Regions from separate parts of the Mus musculus genome. Here region 1 is linked to region 2. The links are chromatin contacts, called in public Hi-C maps. All regions are on one chromosome and are shown on one strand. The core of a region is the stretch at or near the end of the contact, and the rest is flanking DNA. Distances in the headings are between cores, read along the strand shown. Region 1 overlaps Prkag2 (protein kinase, AMP-activated, gamma 2 non-catalytic subunit). Region 2 overlaps Rheb (Ras homolog enriched in brain).

Region 1 (4,198 bases), core at 1,461-3,960, 190 kb before region 2:
TGGGAAGCAGTGAACTGCTTGTCCTGGCCTTCAAACTGCTGACCTGAGTTCAGTAACGCCATGTCCTTGGTGGTGTCTCTTTTACAGGGCCCCAGAGGGCTACACATACCTTCCCTGTGCCCAGCCTGTGTGTGCTGCAGCATGGTACACACATCACTGCTATCAGGCTGCTAAGCTTTCTTACTGCATGAAACACAAGAGTCATTTCCTGACTGAGCTGGGCCATGCTGCCCTCAGCTACAGATGACATTCTTCTTGCCTTCTTTCCTCCTACCCTAGGCCCTTTGTTACCCGAAGTCCATCATGTGCACAGTATGTCCCTTAGCACAGGTGGTGACAGACCCTGACAGCCATGGATAGCTGTGCTCTTCCTCATATCTCGCCTGAGGTAGAGCCGACTTGACCAAGTCCATCTTTCATGGGCCAGAATCTGCTTCACAGTGAGGTCAGACGTTTCCTGGATATTTGCGGAGTAGATGCTTTCTCGACAAAGCCTATGAGGGCATCCGCTGAACGGACATGGTTTCCAGAACAAGGGACAAAGACTGACATACAAAGTAGCTGAGCAGACAGTAAGCAAAATGATTCTGAGTGGCTTCATTCAGTCTGTCTGCTGACTTCAGTACTTTTATAAAAAGTGTCCTTACTGCATTGAAGCCATGTGTTTCTGTAGACACACCATCAGCGTCAGCATGCATTCTCCTATCTTGCCCCAGGTGAGCTGTGGACAAGGTATACTGTTCTCCCACATGATGACCTTCCAAAGCCGGGGTTAGAGGGGCAGAGAGGAGCATGGGAACACAAGCTGTCCTTTCCTCATTAGAAACGAAACACAGCAGTGCGAAAATGGTCACTGATATGGAGGCCGTGCTCTGCTCTCTCACACAAGACACTGGGTGGAGCCAGACAAGTATCCAGGCAGAGATCAGGAGGCCTTGGTAAGTATATCAGCTGGCTGGGCAAAGTCCTTTGGTGAAGGGACTAGCCAGGCAAACTCATCAGCTAGACTTGTAGAGGGGAAGACATTAGGCCCAAGTCTCCTCTTACACACTTCTGGGTTCTCTGAGCCTCCCCTCCCACCTTAGTTTATCTCTTAAAAAGTTCATCTTTGAGTGTGTGTGTGTATGTGTGACATGTCTGTGTGCATATGCATGTATGTGTGTCTATGTGACATGTGTGATGTATGTGTTGAGTGTATTACATGTGTATCTGAGTGTGAAAGTGATTTGTATGTGACATGTTTATGTGACATGTATGTATCTTTGACTTATGTGTGTACATGTATGTGAGAATGACTTGTGTATGATGTGTTATTGTGACGTGTATGTATCTGTGACACATGTGTGTGCATGTGTACATGTGTGCGTACATGCCTGTGTCTGTGTGTATACACACATATGGAGGCCAGAGGTAAACTTTAGATATCATTCTTCAGTTATTGTCCACCTCATCTTCTGAGATGGGTTCTTTTCATTGGCCTGGAGCTCCCACGTGGTGTTTCTGGTTGGCCATTGAGTCCCAGGGGTTCCCCATCTCCCCCCTCTGAGCTCTGAGATTGCAGTGCACCCTACATGTGGGTATCAAGCTCGAGTTCTCATGCATGCACAGCAAGCACTTCGTCAAGTTGGTTGTCTACTTAGCCCTAAAAAGTTCATCCTGTCATCTGAGATGAGCTGAGATGTCTTGTGCTACATTTAACCACTTGGGGCAGCCACTGCACCATCTAAGTCTTCACCACATTCAAGGAGCGATGCCTTTACTACTGGCCTCCTTTCCACCTTTGTTTTCTGGATCTTTTCTTACATCTAATTTCACTCACACAGTGTGGGGGTGTGTAAAATGAGAGAGCATAGCTGGGGTCCCGTTGTCCTGGGCCTGTCCCATCAGTTGCTTACATTTTTCCTGGCTTTTTGGTACTGTGGCCACTAGGGGGTGCTATAGCCTCACATGCTGAACCTTGAGCAGGCGCTGCTGTGAGAAAAAAGCAGGAACCGTCCCTGCACGTGTCTCGTCCTAGCAGAATCAGGAGGCCAAAAGGAAGGTTCACACCTCTGGCACTGGGCAGGCCACAGCAAACAAGCTGATCCCTGCCATCCTGGAGGCAAGCGGGACATACGTGGCCAAGGCATCACCATGCTGTGTCAAGTGCTGGGAAGAAAATCAGAAGGGTGACGGGGTGCTAGGTGTAGGGGAGTCAGGGGCAGCCTCTCTGATGGGAAGGAGTCAGAGAGGGCTCTGCTGGACAGCCCAAAGATGGCGTGCCAGGCAGGAGAATGCAGGGCATTTTTTTCCAGTCCTGAGGAAAAGAGCTAGCCAGCTAGCTACAGGTGAGGTCAGGAAGGTGGGGCCTCAATGGTGGAGCCCAGGGCTCTTTAAATGAATGGTTGGGAAAGCCAGAGGAAGGGTGTGCCCTTTGCATAAGCTTGTGTGGCTGCTGCTCAGACTACAGCTGGGACTGAGGGCCATCCGAGAGCCACTGAAACAGACCTGACATCAAGCCAATGGGCTCCAGCCTCCCTGGGGACGTCACTTCAGGCTTGTTTTCCTCTAGAAACTCTTGCTTAACTATGCTTGGCTTAAGCCGTCCTCCTGTGTGTGAGCTGAACTCTTACCACAAATCCCTCTGCAGTCTGTTGCCTCCTGACTGGCTTCTCTCGCTCCTCTCTTTGGAAACCACGCGCTGGGCTTGACTCTTCTCTCAGCTCTTCCCGTCTCACCCACTCTACCGCCACCATCCGGCCAGTCCCAGTTAGTGCATGGAGGGCCACCCACAGCAGAGCTCTAGCCTCAGGGCTGACAGTGGAAGGCACTGTAACCTGGAGGCCTGTTGCCTTCTGCGCTCTGTTGGGCTGAGACCAAGAACTCAGCTCCTCTTGTTCCTTTCCCTTCTCCTGCAGATCAGAATCGTCCTGACTGAGGTTTAGACTAAGATAGACTTTACAGCTAGCATGAAAACAAGTAGCAGCTGATGATGCATGGTGTGGCAGTGGCACTGGGACCTGAGATGGAAACATTGGGTCAGCTCCTCCAGCCCCACTGAGCAATACACAGAATCTTGTCTTAATAGCACACTGACGTTGCTGATGGAACTGCTTTGGGGCCTTATCTTTGTCCCACTAGGAAAAAAAAAAGGAATAAAAAAATCTCTGTCCTGGGTTCCACCTCTTCTGATTACACAAAGGCTGTTCCAGCCCTCAGATTAACACAGCCCTCAGCAAGACAGGTGGAAATCAAAAGATGGAGAACACACCCTGGCCCCTGGGCTATTTGCATCTGTGGGATACTTGAAAACCTGCGAACAAGTCATGCAAATGAAGCCAGCGGCTTCCCTGCTGCTCGTTTGAATTCTTAACTGCTGTTTGCAGTAAGAGATACATTGGAGAGCTTGGGGGGTGATTCAGTTCTGTGTGCTGGGAGTCTGAGTTCAAGTCCCAGAACCAAGGTAAAAAAAATCTAGGTGAGTGTGGTAGCAGCCTGGGAGGAGAGGAGGCTGGGAGGAGACCAGAGGACCTCTAGGACTTGCTGGCCAGCCAACCTCAACTAATTTAGTGAGAGACTGTCTCAAAAAGCAAGGTGGATGGAGCCTGAAGGACGGCTGAGATGATGGCCTCCAGATACCACAGTTACACCCCTGTACACACATTCCCTTCCCCATCCCTGCCCCTGCCCCCCTCTGCCTTGTGAACACACACACACACACACACACACACACACACACACACACGATGTTGTCATCCAGCATAGAACCCCCTTCTCATGACACGGGATTTCCTCTGGAATCTCTTCGTTGTCTCTGATTTTAGCATGCTTTATCAGATAAGACCGCTGATTTTTATGATCTGGGTGGAGAGAGTGATTGCAGTCTGGAAAATACAACCCCAGATGGTCAGAGACGTAGAGATGAGTTTGAAAGGCCTGCCAGTTGAGTCTGGCTAGGGTGTGGAGAGTGGGACTGGCAAGATGCACTCTGGCCAGAGATGGAGAAGTATCTTTCCTTGCTCAGTCTTGACCGAAGTCAGATGTACAGACCACCAAAGGAATGTCATTGCTGTGTGTGGTTACAGTGCTCCAGATCTTCCAGGAAGACTAAGTAGAGGGACTGGACATCCCCCCCACCCCCACCCGCTTGCTCTGAGTGTGGCTCTTTATCAGAGTGTGTGCCTTCACAGCCTTTGAAATTCAAATGAGCTTGCAGAGA
Region 2 (3,800 bases), core at 395-2,894:
GCCTACACTGAAAATTGCAACAAAACTTTGTAATTCTTCTTTCATTTTTAGTCTTGATCATTTAACTTTAGAGAGGAAAAAAAAATCCCCTCCCTTCTGCCCATTTGTTAGGAAGCACGTAAACTGATCCTTCCTCCATCTCCTAGGATATTTAAAATACCCTTCAAAGGCTTCGTCAGAAATATCTCGAGCAGAAGGGATGGCTCAGCAGGTAGAGGCACTTTTCCTCCAAGCCTGAGAATCAGAGTTCCTTTCCTGGGACCCATATGGTGGAAGGAGAGAACCAGCTGCCCCAGGTTGTCCTCTGACCTCCATGCAAGCACTATGGCATGTGCCTGCCTCTACTTGAATACATGTGTGTGAATAAATAAATGTAATTAAAATGTTTTTACAAAGAACTTTTTTCTCTTCATTCTTTCTTATTAAACTAACTTCTCTGACTCCAAGTAGTTGTAATATATATATACATACATACACATATGTATATACACACACATAAATAAGAATTTTCTTTTGGTAGCCACGCGGTGGTGGTGCATGCCTTTAATCCCAGCACTTGGGAAGCAGAGGCAGGCGGATTTCTGAGTTCAAGGCCAGCCTGGTCTACAAAATGAGTTCCAGGACAGCCAAGGCTATACAGAGAAACCCTGTCTCGAAAAACAAAAAATAAAAATAAATAAATGAATGAATGAATGAATAAATGAATGAATGAATTTTCTTTTGGGAGGAAGGCTGGAGTAACGGTTCAGTTGTTAAGAGCACCAGTTGTTCTTCCAGAGGAAGAGAGTTTGGTTGCCAGGACCCACGTGGCAGCTCAGCTCACTCACCATCTATAAATCCAGTTCCAGATTTCCCAACTTCTCAGTTTTACTAACATAAGAGGGTTTTTGTTTGGTTGGTTGGTTGTTTTTTTTTTTTTTTTTTTTTTGGTTTTTTGAGACAGGGTTTCTCTGTGCAGCCCTGGCTGTCCTGGAACTCACTCTGTAGACCAGGCTGGCCTCAAACTCAGAAATCCACCTCCCTCTGCCTCCCAAGTGCTGGGATTACGCCCAGCTTAAGAGGGATTTTTTTTTTTCCTTTGCTGTCTCTGTTCCTGGAAATAGTACCTAAACTTTGTGTTAAATTCTTCTTTATTGATAACATGTCTAACCTGGATTCATTTGAACACAGTCCTCTTAATTTTGTGTAGTTCCTGAACTATTGTATCATGGGCAGACCCATGGTTGGTGCTAATAAGTGCTAATGAAATTGTTCTTTTGTTAAACTGTCTGAATAGAAGAGATGAGAACTGAGTTTTTTGTTGGTTTTTTTGTTTTTTTTTTTTTGTTTTTTGTTTTTTATCACTTAGAAATGAATGTCTGTGGTGTGTCAGGCTGATCTCAGAGAACTAAGAGAGTGATTGTGTCAAATGGGGAGTCGAGATGACAGATGGCTGTAGGGAGACTGTTGTTGGGGAACAGGTACTCCCTTAGGTAGGGTGGTTTGGGGATAGGTTCCCTGCAGAACTGACATTTGTACTGGACAGAATAACAGGAGTGAGTCATACACTCAGAAATCTGGGAGTGGTAGTAATGGCTAGGGTAGAGGTCACAGCAGCGGGAGGCTTGCAGAGGCAGGATGTTGGTGACTGGACCTGAGAAGGCCCAGACAAGTGGAACGGTTGGCATGTCTGGTTCTGTGGGCCATGGTGGAGTTGGGAGTCCATGCTGACAGTAGTAAGGACTGAGCTGCTGGTGAGGAGTAAGTGAGTGCCCACTGGGAGGCTGGCTGTCTTCAGTGGGTGGGTGCTGCTTTTTATGAATTAATTTCAAGTCAGTGGCTCTTTGGTGTGAAGACATTCCTCAGCCTGTGAGCTGTGCAACTCAGAATTTGATTCAGGGAGCACGAGCTACACCCTGCCTGCAGTATAGAGTTGGAGTAGAAATACCATTCAAAGCAGGAGTTGAGCCCAACAGGCCTGTAAAACACATGTAGTAATATCTGAGGACATGAAAGAGAGGAGTTTGGCAGTGATATGAACAAGATATTTATTATTTCCTGACAACAATAATCGAGGGTCTTTTCTTTTTTATCTTCACAAGTTAGGAACCCTGTTCTAACATGTTCTGAGAGACTTTAAGGAAGCAGATAGGGTAGTAAGAACGTAGGGTTCTGGTTCAAGCTCTGTTTTGTGAAATTCTGATCCTATGGATTCTGTATTAAGGAGTTTTTAAATAAAATGCTTGTGTGACAGGGTTATTTCTTCTTTCCAGAGTACTCTTTAAAAGCTGAGAATCTAGTAACCCTGACAGCTAGCTGTCTGTGAAAGCACACGTGAAGATAATGTGCTAAGGCGGGCGGCAGGCATCAAGGACAGCATGGGGAATCACCTTGACTCAGAGCTCCCTTAAGAATTTACTTGTGTATGTGAGGGCCATCTGGAGTCACTCCATTGATTGAGCTGATCTGGCTGACTAGGCAGATGTCCCCTCCTCCCTCACTACTCCAGTGTTCGTCCCTCCTCCTTCTGTCAAGGATATAGAATAGCTGCACTCCCCTGTTAGAACTTCCGAACAAGCTCTCAAGAATTTATTTTCAGTTCCAGGACAACCAGAGCTATACAGAGAAACACTGACACAAAAACAAGAATGAATTTTTTTTTAACTTTCTTGGCCTGAGTAGTGGTGCACACCTTTATCCAAGCATCCCAAAAACTCTGCAGTCTAGGCTGTCCTAGTCCATAATGTGAGTTCCATCAGGCCAGTCAAGGCCTGCCCCCAACTTAATTAATTAACTAAAATAATGAAAAAGTTAAATCGTTTGAAAATTTTACTTTCTCTTTTATGCAGAATGTAGATTTTTAAAATAGACATGAAGCCGGTGGTAATGGTGCACACCTTTAATCCCAGCACTCAGGAGGCAGAGGCAGGTAGATCTATGAATTCTAAGCCAGTCTGATCTACAAAGTGAGTTCCAGGGCAGCCAGGGTTGCTACACAGAAGCTGTCTCCAAAAACGCGATGGATGGATGGATGGATAGATGGATGGATGGATGGATGGATGGATGGATGGATGGATGGATGGATGGATGCTGTGAACAGACACCATGACCAAGGCAGCTTTTAAGGACACCATTTAAATGGGGCTGGCTTACAGGTCCGAGAGGTTGAGTCCATTATCATCACATTATCATCAAGGCGAGAAGCATAGCAGCATCCAGGCAGGCTTGGCGCTGGAGACCGCTAAGAGTTCTGCATCTTGTTCCAAAGGGAACCAGAAGAAGGCCGCTTGGACAAGGGTCTTAAAGCTCACGTCCACAGTGACACTTTCTCCAGCAAGGCCTCCTAATAGTGCCACTCCCTGGAATGGGACTCGGGAAAGGGAGGGAGGGAGGGAGGGAGAGAGGTGATGAGGGAGTGATAAGGCATGTGAGTATAATCAAAGTACATTATATACACCGTAATATGAATGTGATTTTGTGCAATTTTGTAATGTTTTTTATTTATGTACATTAATAAGAATATAATTGGAGGGGCTGGAGAGATGCCTCAGTGGTTAAGAGCACTGATTGCTCTTCCAGAGGTCCTGAGTTCAGTTCCCAACACCCACATGGTAGCTCACAATCATCTGTAATGAGATCTGATGCCCTCTTCTGGTGTGTCTGAAGACAGTGACAGTGTATTCACATACATAAAATAAATATATAATTGGAAAGTCTGGGAAGATAACTCAGTTGGTAATGTACTTCTGTCTTAGTCAGGGTTTCTATTCCTGCACAAACATCATGACCAAGAAGCAAGTTGGGGAGGAAAGGGTTTATTC

The links. A called contact is a pair of places that touch in the nucleus more often than the background predicts.
Region 1: a contact with region 2 is called in a Hi-C map of trophoblast stem cells, with 2.3 times the contacts expected there. The contact joins two enhancer-like sites. A contact is called at or near these places in 3 of 39 promoter capture datasets (3T3-L1-derived adipocytes, the C10 cell line and frontonasal cranial neural crest), 8 of 484 Hi-C or Micro-C datasets (CD4 T cells, cerebellum, cranial neural crest and 5 more), 9 of 115 datasets of contacts at active chromatin or transcription factors (T-cell acute lymphoblastic leukemia, acute myeloid leukemia, cardiomyocytes and 4 more) and 4 of 9 other capture datasets (adipose tissue, embryonic stem cells, liver and 1 more).

What each region holds. Positions count from the first base shown.
Region 1 is chr5:25,009,068-25,013,265 of GRCm38.p6, reverse strand. The region is part of intron 3 of Prkag2 (protein kinase, AMP-activated, gamma 2 non-catalytic subunit); the gene reads left to right. Among named protein-coding and RNA genes, the nearest start is that of 1500035N22Rik, 25 kb to the right of the region's middle. Within about 2 kb of position 2,710, at least 106 of the 459 cell types and tissues checked have an H3K27ac peak or open chromatin away from gene starts, as enhancers often do. A contact at or near this core is called in 3T3-L1-derived adipocytes, adipose tissue, muscle stem cells and 2 more, where this site is marked.
Region 2 is chr5:24,819,440-24,823,239 of GRCm38.p6, reverse strand. The region is part of intron 1 of Rheb (Ras homolog enriched in brain); the gene reads left to right. Among named protein-coding and RNA genes, the nearest start is that of Rheb, 21 kb to the left of the region's middle. Within about 2 kb of position 1,644, at least 114 of the 459 cell types and tissues checked have an H3K27ac peak or open chromatin away from gene starts, as enhancers often do. A contact at or near this core is called in 3T3-L1-derived adipocytes, adipose tissue, muscle stem cells and 2 more, where this site is marked.